3 separate regions of the Hordeum vulgare genome follow, and regions 1 and 2 are each linked to region 3. A link is a contact called in public Hi-C data. All regions are on one chromosome and are shown on one strand. The core of a region is the stretch at or near the end of the contact, and the rest is flanking DNA. Distances in the headings are between cores, read along the strand shown. Region 1 has its middle 73 kb from the start of LOC123433806. Region 2 has its middle 42 kb from the start of LOC123433800. Region 3 overlaps LOC123425940 (mitotic checkpoint serine/threonine-protein kinase BUB1).

Region 1 (3,982 bases), core at 876-3,375, 630 kb after region 3:
GCTCTCTCACGAGAGCGCCTCGACAGGCGCCTACCTGGCGCAGTGTTCCTCCCAGCCACCGAGCGACGGTTCGAGGACTCCCTCGAACCGCGTCTGGCCGGCTGGGATCTGCTACGACGGCGCTGTGAAGGTGAAGCGCGAGGGGCACGCGAGGCGCCGCGGCGAAGGAGGACGTCCTTCCAGGACCTGCGACCGCCTGCACCCGGTCCTCCCTCATCTTGACGGTCTTTCGGACGGCCGTCTCTAGGTCCGCCCCGGCACCCTAGGCTGGCAACGGGTGCACGAGGCAGTCGCTGCGAGCGGTCTCCCCCTAGCCATCTTCCACCCCCAGCATCCAAGACGCAGGGGCCACCAAAGGGAAAGGAGGGTCCTTGTCGTCGGAGCCGGACGATGGCAGACCGCTCCGGGCGGAGTGGGATGAGCGCGGAGAGGGCTGCGTCCAGTCCTCCACCCTGTCGACGTGAATGAGCATGGCATACTCCGCCGATGCCGGTGGCGGCGCAACTCTCCTGTTTGGTGGGGAGAATCCCTCCATCTCCTCCACCCTGCCGGCTCCGCGAGGAAGGACCCCCAGAGTGTGCGACGTCGGAATGTCAGCTATATCCCTGGCCCAGACCCAACAGGCAAAGGTCTTGGTGTGACCCCGCTCTAGGGTCCGGCTGTCGAGACGGTCGACGCGCACCCGCCTGCCGAGGATCTCTTCCGCCCCCTCCACCGACCAGAAGTGCATGGGGACCTTCTCGATGACGACGCGGACGTGGAGCAGAAGGGAGTCGAACGTGGCGAGGTCGTGCTCGTGCCACGGGCTGATGTTCAAGCAGGCGCCGTCGACACGGATGGAGCCCCGGCGCACGGCGTTCACCTGGTGAGCTGGCTGCGTGAAGGTGACGAAGAAATGCTCGAGGTGGTGAGCCGTGACCCGCAAGGAGTGCACTGGCACGGAGAGCTGGGCCTCCAGAGCCTTTCCCACAGCCATCGGCGAGGAGACGTTGACCCCATCAGCTGCGGAAAGCATCACGGCGTGGCTGCGGAGGAAGAACACGGCCTGATCCAGAGCAGGGGAGAGCACCGTGGTGGAGCGGCTCTTCGTGGGGCGCCGAGAAGGGTCGAGGTGGCAGCGCATGGATGGAGCCGACGGAGCCATGGCCGTAGGTGGTGGAGGAGGGTACCGGAGACGGTCAGACAACTGGATCGCGCGGGGCGCCGGACCCAACCTATCCCTAAGCGAGCTATTTGCCTTACGATTTTGGGGGCACCGAGAGGCGATGTGCCCCTAGCTGCCTACTCAAAACTAGTGTAGGTAGTGTAGAGGTACATTGTTAATCTGGTCGGGGTGGGTTCGCCCAGTACATACGGTACTCGAAACTGTTGTGCGGTAATTAGGAGCAGTGGCCAGACGTACTAGTACGTTGCAATTGGGAGTAGGGTTTATAGTGTACATACATATAAGCATGAGCATAAGCACGTGAGACCACGTAACGGCACCATAGGTTAGGTATAGCACATGGCGACAAGTATTGGTGTCACGCGATGCTAAATGATAGAGACAAGTGACTAATCAACCGGATTAATTAATAATAACCAGCTAGCCTGTGTACGTAGCCATCGTGTCGTGGTTGGCATGTGTGGCTACGGTCTATGGGCGATGAGATTATGAGATAGTACTAGTATGATGGATCGTGAGAGCATGTGTATGTGTGTCGCCGTGATGCCACGAAAATGGAATATGAAGCAAAGGATCGATGGATGTGGGCGGAGTCACTCACAACTCTAGCTATATAGTACTAGTAGAGTAGTCGGATGTGTAGCAAGTTGGAAAGACTGAGATCATTGTCGTCGCGCTGTCCATCTGAGAATATATTTTGCCTTTGTCGTTTCCATTGGCCAAGAACCAAGTTTCGTCCATCCATTTTTCGTGCGTACGTACGTGTTCCACGTACATACGCCTTTGGCGCAGTATATATTTAAAGAGGGAGAGCCCAAGCAAGTCCCGTCTCTCTTTGTTGCGAGGAAGAGGGAGAGGGAAATCGAATTCTACACGCGCGGCGCAGTCTAGCGGCCAAGTGCGCGCGGGCGCGGCGTGGGAAACGGACGCGCGCTAGTGGAGGTGGGTGGCGCGTGGAGACCACTAAAAAGCGCGACGGAGGCAGGCATCTCCACGCGGGTTTTGACCGACAACCCCAGTCCACCATGCGTCTCCTCTCCTCTCCTCTCCTCTCCATTCATCCCTTGCCGGACCTTGGCCTGTTGCCATCTCCGGAATTTCCTCGTCTCCGACCCGATTACATATCATATGGATATGGAGTCGCGTGCCGCTCCACCACTGATCCGTTCCTTCCGAACAAAGACACGCACACGACACGCTCCATGCTGTCTCCATCTGCCGTGCCGTGCCGTGCCGTACTCGATGCCCCTAGTCCAGTAATAATATTGTCTTATGACCAATCAATCCGGCCACGTACGTATGCTACGCCGCGGCAGAATGGAATGGAATGAAACTACGCACGCACAAAAGCACAATTACCGGGGTGCGCGGCAACATTCGTGGGACGAGTTTGGGCGCACCTGACCAGAGCCACGCGTGCTGGCTAGCCGCTACAGCGTCATAGCTAGGCCGGCCGGCCGGCTGGTCCTTCTCTCCCTCACTCATCGCCAATGTGCGGTCGGTTGGTCGCGCGCTGCCTGCCCAGTCACCAGTAACGAGTGCCCACGGATTGTGTGCCACGCGCGCATGCATCACTGTACGTACGCGCTCCACTGTACGTTTCTTTGAGCTTTGCTACAACTACGGATGCTTACAGGACTTCTACGGACAAGGCTGAGCTGGGTTATTTTAATTACTGATTAGATGAGGCCGGTCCCACCCTGAAAATCAGAGGGGAACATTAATGAGGGGAGAAGGGTTGGTCTATAAAGCCATGTTTGTTTTAAAAGTACTAAGATTTTTTTAGTCTCAACCAAAAAATCTCTAGTCACTACCTGTTTGGTTCCAGGGACTAAACATGGATTAGAGATTATTATATGACATTCTAAAAGATCATGTTACCGCTACTAATGAACTAGAGGTTATTAAATGACCTGCTAAAAGCAGGGCACTGTTGGAAAAAGTTCCAAAAAGACTCTTCCTTAGGGACTTCTTTTTTTAGTCTCAGATGCTCACTTTTAGTCCTAAAAGTCCCTCATGTTCGGTTTAGATGGGTCTAAAAGGGACTTTTTTTAATCCCTACACCAAAGAATCCCTCTAAACAAACACCCCCTAACTTTCTGTAAAAATAAAGGGTACGTCTAGCATTTTTGCGTTTCTTTTTGGGGCGACTCTACGTACGTCTCTATGTGACTCATTCACATTCTTGGATGTGGACAAGCCAGAGAGCGTAGGTCAAGATTTGCTTAAAGTTAAAGCTCGTAAAATTTGACCAAATTTACAAAATTTTGGTCGGTAATACATGTCTCATAAATGATCACTCGAAAATAAAAGCGGATCTAGGGTTCCAAACAGAAAAAGGAGGAGAACACACGCAGGTGCAAATGATAATTCTGTTCACCAATGCTTCTCCACCTATGTCATGTACTACAAGAAGGTAGCCATTGGTATGCTCCTCCGTATGAAGAGGGCCCGATACTTCCTTTAGTCCTGGTGTGTGGGCCTCCTTGCTCTTTGTACCGCATCTAAGAGGTTGAGGAGTTTTGGTTCTTGGGCCCTCCTGGCAAGGGAGGACCCAGCCCAAGAATCCAGCGGGGGCCCAAGTGACTCGGGGTAATAATATTTGGCTAATTGGGGGGCCGACTATTAAAATATTGAGTTTCATAGTAGTAAAAATATAAATTGACTGGGGGCGCGACCCCCACACAGCCCAACGTGGGTCCGCCCGTGCTTCCTGGTAGATGTCACTCGGAGCATGACATGCTCTTCTTGAGAACTGGCTTGACCTTGAGCAAGTGTGTTTGGGAATTGTTCTGACATGTCAGTTAATGATTCCGA
Region 2 (4,399 bases), core at 106-2,605, 520 kb after region 3:
GGAGGTGCGGATTGCCCAAGCCGCGTGTCGGAGTTGCGCACGGGCTAGGAGGGGCCAGCCCAGGCGTCCGAGCTACGTCGGCAGGGAAGCGGCGAGCCTACAGATTCGGAGCTGGCCCCGGACTCCACCTTGGACCGCTCCAAGGCGCGATGCGGATGGCAAGCTCGTAGTACGGATCCATGTTAGATTCACAGCAGCTGCCGGAGCTCGACATTGGCCGGATTCGATCGGAATCGATGCGGGAGAGGAGATGATGTAGCGAGAGAGGAGAGTGAGTGAGCTAGGGTTTCAGAGTGATGAGGCGGATGGATATTTTTTTAGGACAACCGTGGGGTCGGTGGTGGGTCGCGCTTGTCACGCGAACGCGTCCGAGTGTGTTCAAACCACCCTATATCCGTCTTATATTTAGGTCAGATATGAATCATCAAATGAAAAATGCTACCAAACGCCCATGCCACTATATTTGACGACAACTAAGAGACAAGAATGTACTTTCTTAATCGATTGAATGAAGATGCATTCTATATGTTTGCCCGTCGGTGCCATATCAGTATCAGACGTGGGCGATAAAAAGGCTTGGTGCCGAACTCTTAATTGGGAGATGATATCCCTACTTTAGAGATCATAAATCGATCAACACGTTTGGATTTTAAAGATTTGATTAATCTTGTTATTACAAAAATAAAGGATGTGTAACTTCTGTTTACTTATTACGAGTACAAAAGTAAAGGAGCGTGTAATTCCTCAATTTGTGCATTGGCAAAGCTAGACCATGAATAATAGAAGAATGAATAGTAGCCATGAATAACACAAGAATGATAGAAAGTGCAAGGAGACAAGAACAGATCACGCTTAACCAAACACACAACTCAACATGCATGCTGACCAAGAGGCCATGTAACCCTGCCCATAATTGGTAGACAGGGCATCCTTCTTCAGGAAGCAAACCCAGAGACAGCGGTCCAGATCAAAATCTCAGAGCAGGGTCCCTTAACAAAAGCCTGGTTAGTAGCTACCCCCTCTCCCTCCCTCCTTCCCTCTCTACAAATTCCTGAAAGATTATAATCACATATTAGTATTCTACACTGATCACCTCTAATATTTAGCAAGACACATGCATGCATGCATGTGTGTGTGTATGTGTGTGTGTGTTTCATAGTAGCTGAATTAGCCATCCTACTCGTAGATCTGGTGCCCACTGAGTGACAGGTTCTTGATTTCTTTTTATCTAGGGCATCTTTGTTTCATCATTAGGCCATGGATGGAGTTGGCATTCCATGTGACGCATGCAAGCACCCAATTATATATGCCGTGGCATGCATGAGGATGAGTATATGAGCTTAGGGATGCGTGTGAGATTCTTGGCAGCAGGAACGAATCCGCTCCTTTGGGCCATCTATTTTCTTTGCCTTGCAACATGGTGGGGATGATTCCCGGCGAAAAAAAAATGGCGATGATGACGCGTCGATATCACTGGGCCTTGTCAAATAGATTTGGCTGTCCCCTAATTAATTAATGTACTTACATCACTAAAATATGCATTAGGAAGGAATGTTTGTGTGATTTGTTTTCCATATTATTGTAAAGCCCATCTGATAGTGAAATTTAAAAAATTGTTAGCATGTCACCGGTCGCTGTCCTTGTATCGATATTTTTACACTATGAGATATTCAAAACTTTGTGGTCGACCCACCGAATAGACAACAAGCATACTTAGTTTGTTTAGCTTGATAATTTATATTTACATGTCTTCTACAACTCTGTGAATAGTTGAACTATATGTTTTTAAAGGAAAGTTACCTCCGGCCTCCGCATCATGATGATGCATGCAGCCACTTTATTAACAAAGTTGTTCAAAATAAGTGCAATCCTAAAGGGTCTAACAAGATCTCACGAAAATAAGGAAAATGACATGCCACCACTAGCAGGATAAAGATAGACTACGATGACTAAACACGTAGCCTATTAGTATGCCGCCATTCATATCAAATGAATTTATCCGGTGCTATCATCTCTCACTGGCTGCACCGAATAACCATAATCTTCTTGGACTCCTCAGGCGTGAGTAACGACCACATACGGATTCAAGCAGTAGCTCTGTAGATGACCTAGAAAAAATTGTTGAATTTCTTCTTGTTAAATATCATATCATTTCTCCAATTCAATATAGCCCAAAGCATGTCACAAATTCCTATTCGAATGTATCTAGTTGTGATGAGGTCTACTGCATTGAGCCACGTCCTAAATAACGTGTTCATACTCGTTGGAAGAGTAATGTTAAAAGCTATATGAATAGTATGTCATAGAAGTCTTGCCAAAGGGCACTCGAGAAAGGTGTTTAATAGTCTCATTATGATCACAAAAGCAGCATTTAGTATTACCTACCCATATTCGTTTAACCAAGTCATCCTTCGTAAGTATCACTCCTTTATGGACAAACCACATGAAAATCTTAATCTTGAGTGCTACTTTAATTTTCCAAATGTGTGGAGAAAGTAGGTATTATTCTGACATTGATAAGGTCCACTTACATTGATTTCACGGAGGACCTACCACTTGTAGTTAATTTCCAATGAATTGTGCCTGGTTGGCCCGACAGATGAACTTCCATCAATCGACGGACTAGAAGGAGCCACGCATTCCAACGTTCGGCCACCAAAGATATCCTAAATTGAATTTTAAAAGGAACTGTTTGCATAATTGTAGCAACAAAAGCATCTTTACGTTGTATAATATCATATAAAGCCGGATATTGTATGGCTAGAGGCGTCTCTCCTAACCACGTATGTTCCCAAAACCTGGTTTTGTTACCATTCCCAATGTGAAACTTCACCTTGTGGAAAAAAGCTTCCTTTGTTTTCATTAACCTTTCCAGAATGGTGAATCTAAAGGTTTCACCATAACTTGAGACAAGATTTTAGATTGTAGGTACTTATTGTGCAGAATTTGTACCCCATGTACCTTCTGTCTCCACTCATAATCTATATAGACATTTGCTCAGTAGACATTTATTTTTAATTTGTAAATTCTCGATCCCTAACCTACTTTTTGGGTCTACACATCATCTCCCATTTAGCCAATCTATATTTCGTTTTACTATCATCACTTTGACAAAAAAAACTGGATCGATAGAAATCTACTCTTTTCCATACCCCCACTGGAACTTCAAAGAATGATAATAAAAATATAGGCAAACTTGTTAATACCGAATTTATTAACACTAGCCGCCCTCCATAAGACATAAGCCTACCCTTCCAGCAAAGTAGTCATTTTTTAAACCGATCCTCTATACTCTTCCATTCCTTATTAGTGAGTTTCCGGCGGTGGATGCCCAAGTAACTAAATGGGAGAGAACCCATCTCATATCCGATTAATTGCTTGTATGTATCTTGTTCTTCCTTGGCGCGTCCAAAGAAGAACAATTCACTATTTTTACAAATTAATTTGAGCCCCGGCCCCATAACTGTTCAAAGAGACATAATATCAACTTCATATTTCTAGCTTTCTCAAGATCATATTCCATGAAAAGAATCATATCTTCCGCATATTGTAGGATGGACACCACCACCCCATCCACAAGATGTGGAACTAGCCCTCCTACTAGATCGCCCTCTTTAGCACGGCCTATGAGAACTGTAAGTATATCAATTACAATGTTGAATAAGATCGGGAACATCAAATCCCCCTGTCTTAATCCCGACACTACCATTCTTAAGAAAGGAATCCACCTGGGTCCTCCAAGCCTCATTGAGTCCTTTCATTCGTAATGCTTGTTGGACGAAAGGCCATTTAACTTTATCGTATGCTTTTTCAGAATCCACCTTGAAGATAACTCCATCGAGTTTCTTGGAGTGGATTTCATGAAGTGTCTCGTGTAGTACAACAACCCCCTCTAGGATGTGTCTACCCGGCATGAACGTCGTATGCGTGTGTTGTACAATCGAATGGGCTATCCACGACAGCCTATTCGTGGCAACTATAGTAAAACTCTTAAAGCTCACGTTCAGCATGCAAATTGGCCTTAATTGTTCTATCCAAATGGCTCCCTCCTTCTTTGGTAGTAATGTAATTGTTCTAAAATGTAAGTGAAATAATTATAGTTGTCCGTTAAACAAGTCATGGATCATGGGCACTAGATCATCTTTAATAATATGCCAAAACCTCTTATAAAACTCAGGTGGGAACCCATTCTGGTCCCGGGGCCTTGTTTTGCTTCATTTGCATAATTGCTTCAACCATCTCTTTCTCTATAAATGGGGGTGACACTACCTCATTCTCTTCCTCGTTGAGTTGAGGAATGTTCTCCGTTACGTTCTCATCAAGCCATACAGAGCTAGCTTCATGAGCTCTGTAAAGTTTTCTATATTATTCAGATATATACAATTTAAGGTTCTCATGT
Region 3 (4,444 bases), core at 1,780-4,279:
CCACCCACCCGCATCAATGCGCACGGGCGGTCGGGCCCGCCTGTCATCTGCCCAGGGGACGGTCGCGTCCTTCTTAAATGAGGAAGTCGTGGACCGGTCGTCCACAGTTCCCATCGTCACCCCCGCGGCCTCCTCGAAACCCGACAGTTTCCTCGTGAAACCATAGCCTCCTCCTTGAGCTCGCCGGCCGCCGCAGCCATGGGTTTGTGGAACTACGGCCGCAAGGGCACCCACGACCGCGAGGCTGGCTCCTTGTCTGGACGCCGCCGCGAATCTGTCAAGGAGGAGGCCGCATCGCCACCGCGCCAGGCCGCGTCTCCCTTCTTCATCGCTCACAGGCCCGCCGTCGGCCATCGCGACCGGTAGTACCTCAGCGTTGAGGTCTGCCGGCGCTAGTGGGAGACGAGGACGCCGGTCTCGTGGAGTGATGTCCACCTCCCCAACGCGTGGCATCTCTTCGCCGACCGCGTTCCCATCCCTCCGGTGCCGACGAGCGGCCGTGCGCGCCGCAAGGAGATCGAGCGCCGTCGCCGCCTCCTCCCCGACGACCTATACTACGACCCGAGGTACGCCGCCGACAGCACCCTCTGGGACGAGCACGACGTGCGTCGTGCCTCGTACTTCGCCGGGACGGTCGCGGGGCCGCGGCGGGCACGGGAGGTGCGCAGGCTTACACGGGTGCGCGGCCTCACGCCCACGCCGTCGCCTTCGCCGTCTCCGTCACCTCCTCGCATGACGGAGGAGGAGGAGGTCTGGCTCATTCAGCGCGTCATGGAGGACTCCATGGCGACGCATGATGAGCGTCAATGGCCGGGCCTGGACCGCGCCATGGCTCTCTCTGCGGTCGGTGACGTCGGCATCCTCGAGCCGATGAAGGAGGAGGAGGTGGCCGCGTTTCCGCCGGAGCCCGTTGGCGCGTCGTGGGTCTGGTCGTGCACCGCGCCGGAGATGGCGCAGGCAGTGGGGGCCGTGAACTGGTGCCCCACGCCGCCGCGGTCACCGGAGCGGGAGGCCTCGCCTCGCCAGCACGCCCCCGCGCACCAAAGACCGCCGGCCCACCTCTGGACGCCGCCGCCCTACGTCGACCTCGTCAGCGACGGCGACGACGACGACACCGGCGACCAGTGAAGACGACGACGACGACAACGACGGGCGGACTACTTTTCTTAATGTTAATTATGTCAAAAACTGGGCCGTTTTGTGACCGTGAAAACTAGGCCTTTATGTTAATTTTATTATGTTTTAAGCTTTTAAACTAAGTTTATTTATTTTTAGTTAAGTTTTTTTAAAAATCAAGTCCAACACGAACATGATTTGGGGTGCGGCCGTGCGATGGGCGCATCCAACTGACAGAAACGGACATGGGCGAACCCATTATCATCATAAACGGACAAAATCAGACCAAACGAGACGTCCGTTTAGGATCGTGCGGTGGAGTTGGCCCGAGTGCCCTGGTCCCTGCTTCTGTCCGCAGTGCAGCGTTCTGGGGCGACATAATATCCAGCGCTTTGTCAGGTCGAGGCCCTGGATTAGGTGCAGGGATCTGTCTTGGGTCTTGCACTATCTTGGCAGGTCATGCAGCTAGCTTTGGTCCTCCTCGGCGTCAGACTTGTAAGACTTGGACCCGGTTATGGTATGCCTGTACATGTGAATGTGATACAAGATTATTGTAAGATGGACCTGTATCTTACCTACTTGCAACAATTTTTCAGTATTTTGGCAACCAATTTCAAAACACATTTCAGCTAGTTACATGCAACATGTTCCATAGACTGGATTAGCGAATCTCCACATTGTTTCGCTTAACTATCGGCAGCCTTGTTGCTGTAGGATTTTTTTTTCATTAACGAAGGGTTATGGTGATGCATATGACCCATGACCGAAGGTCAGATGTCGATCACCGGATGACCGAGGTAGATCAAAGAACTAGATTTGTACCCCGCAAAAAAAGAAAAAACTAGGTTCGTAGTTGGTCAGCTAGTGTATGGCTCTTAACAGGAGTTTTCAGGAGCTTTACAAGGGGTAGTTAACATTTATCAACAGTAATGATAATCTGCCTCCAGTCTGAAACAACTGTCAAATCGACACTTGAAACATGAATCCGCTCCTTCTTCAGCCAGGTTCTTTGGCAACAAGAGTCAGTCAGCCTAGGTTCAAAAAAAAAAAAAAAAGAAAGAGAGTCAGTCAACCTTAATCCACTGATTAACTCCAGCATTACCGCCCTAATAATGCGCATGCGTGAAGAGACCGGCCCTAGTGCAACTCATAATTAGATCCCTGGTCCCAGCCATGCATTTTCTTCAACCACAGGATCAACGGTACGGTAGCATAACATGCGATGCGATGCATGATGGCTGGTGAGTAGCTCAGCACGCTAAGCAGATGCGTGCGGCGGATCAAGCCAAGATCGAGTACGTATTTACTCCCTCCGTTCCTAAATATACCTCTTTAAGAGGTTTTACTAAAGAAACTACATACGGATGTATATAGACATATTTTAAATATAGATTTATTTATTTTGATTCGTATGTAGACTCATATTCAAATACCATGCATGGCCGAGGCATGTTTATTTTCATGAGGAGTAGCCTCGTGGATGGACGTGTAAAACTTGCACGTCCGTATACACGATTCACTGGAAAGCATTTTTCAGTTTGCATCGTGTATATTTACCATCCACTTCCATATACACCATCCACTAGAGATGCGCTCTAAGGCAGCAGATCTACTCCTATATGTGTGAGGATGCATGCATGCAGTTAGCTAGCCCTGGGCCCTCATGAGGACCTGTCGCTCTCCTCCCTGTTCTGACCTCTGAAACCTCACCGGCCGGCCGGCCAGCCGCTTGTGGCGATCGACGGTGGAGGTTTTGGCCGGACCCAAAACATGGTTGGCCCCTGATCCTGATGAATGACGGACGGACTGACTGACTGACTGACGCTATGCAGCTACCAACCTACCAACCTACCGACCTACCTACCGACCTGTATCTGCCTCTCTACTTGCACGCCTCCATGCATGCATATGGCGGGGCCATGGACCGACCTGTCGTTGACACCGTGATCCACCGCCCATGCATGCATGCACGCGTGGTCCTAACCTAAGGCCTGCGCGGTGGCCGGCCACTGTGTGTTTGTGCGCTAGGACTAGGATGGACGGATCCGCTCTGGCATATACCGTGTTCTTGGGTCGAGTTACTGGCCTAGTGCAGTGGGAATTAGTACTGTACACACGTAGGGCCTTCAGTTTTTAGCCGGTTATCGTAGAGGACAAAGAATGTAGCGTGGACGCGTGGTCAAATGCCTCGCCCGAGGCCTAACTGACCGGGAGCTTTATTTGCACCGTCCGACGACCTCCGACGGGTGGCCAAGCATTAGATAGCAAGAAAGAGGCCATGGATTGGCTTCCCTGTCTCTATCTCTGTCCATACTGCGCCCAGCCCAGGCAGCGCGTGGTCGCACTTTGCACCAGACGTTCCTCATCGTCAACCGGCCCGGCAATCATCGTAGTGGTGCTCGCGAGACGTAGTTCCATCCATCATGTGGTCCTGCACTACTCAACGTGGATGCCTACGTACGTCCGTCCTCGGAAGCTCGGTCGACCTGTCGTTCTCGAGGCCGTCATGTAGGCCTGGTTTGTTCAAGGAATTTTAAGGGATTGGATGAATCCCTTTGTTTTGAGAGGGAGGGATTTCAGGGGATTGTGTGAATTCCTTTGTTTCACACAATACTTTCAAATCCCCGAGGCTTTGCTTTCACTAGTCTTTCGAAGAGGGTTTTAAAACGCATGGATATGAAGAGATTGAAGGGGAACGGAGGGGATTGGGCTAAGCAAACCTTTCCTGCCAAATGGGCGTCCGAGGACCTGTGGGGTTTCTTGCCCTTCTGGGGATTTTTCTCTTAAAACCTTCTCAATCTTTCTGAACCAAACGAGTCCGTAAGCTAGCTAAGTAGATCCAGTGGGCGGCCCCTTCCTCCGCCGGTTTTGTGGATGCGCGCGCGGCCAATGTTTTGGCCTGGATATATAGGGCACTGCCATTAATCAGTGACACCGACTCTTCCTTCCCGCGCCTGCGTGATCGCGAATGCAAAACGTACGTACAGCACGTACGTTCATACGTCCCACACTATAACGCTAGCTAGCTCCTCTTTGTGTATACACCTGCTTGCGGCCTATGCAGCCACCCCTCCCTCCTCCTCCTCTGCAAGCTAAAATCATATACGGAGTAGCTTTCAGTTTCGTCGACAGAGGCTTGACGTACGACCAAGTCCCAATGACAGGGCAGCGATTCTTAATTTGATGGAAACAGTTAACAGATTGCTGACTGCGCAAGCCGGTTTTAAAGCGAATTGTCCATCTCCTTAGAGCAAGTACAATAAGGTACAGTCAGCAGGCTGTAAGGATTAAAATACTATATTTTTGCTGAGTTGGATGAGAGAGAAGA

The links. Hi-C and Micro-C count contacts between places; a contact is called where the count stands out from the background.
Region 1: a Hi-C map of leaf shows a contact between it and region 3, with 8 times the contacts expected there. The contact joins two enhancer-like sites. A contact is called at or near these places in 3 of 6 Hi-C or Micro-C datasets (leaf and seedling).
Region 2: a Hi-C map of leaf shows a contact between it and region 3, with 2.6 times the contacts expected there. The contact joins two enhancer-like sites. A contact is called at or near these places in 3 of 6 Hi-C or Micro-C datasets (leaf and seedling).

What each region holds. Positions count from the first base shown.
Region 1 is chr2H:225,386,029-225,390,010 of MorexV3_pseudomolecules_assembly, reverse strand. No RefSeq gene overlaps it. Among protein-coding and RNA genes, the nearest start is that of LOC123433806, 73 kb to the left of the region's middle. Within about 2 kb of position 2,125, at least 3 of the 3 cell types and tissues checked have open chromatin away from gene starts, as enhancers often do. A contact at or near this core is called in leaf and seedling, where this site is marked.
Region 2 is chr2H:225,501,642-225,506,040 of MorexV3_pseudomolecules_assembly, reverse strand. No RefSeq gene overlaps it. Among protein-coding and RNA genes, the nearest start is that of LOC123433800, 42 kb to the right of the region's middle. Within about 2 kb of position 1,355, at least 2 of the 3 cell types and tissues checked have open chromatin away from gene starts, as enhancers often do. A contact at or near this core is called in leaf, where this site is marked.
Region 3 is chr2H:226,021,121-226,025,564 of MorexV3_pseudomolecules_assembly, reverse strand. The region is part of intron 14 of LOC123425940 (mitotic checkpoint serine/threonine-protein kinase BUB1); the gene reads left to right. Among protein-coding and RNA genes, the nearest start is that of LOC123425940, 18 kb to the left of the region's middle. Within about 2 kb of position 3,029, at least 3 of the 3 cell types and tissues checked have open chromatin away from gene starts, as enhancers often do. A contact at or near this core is called in leaf and seedling, where this site is marked.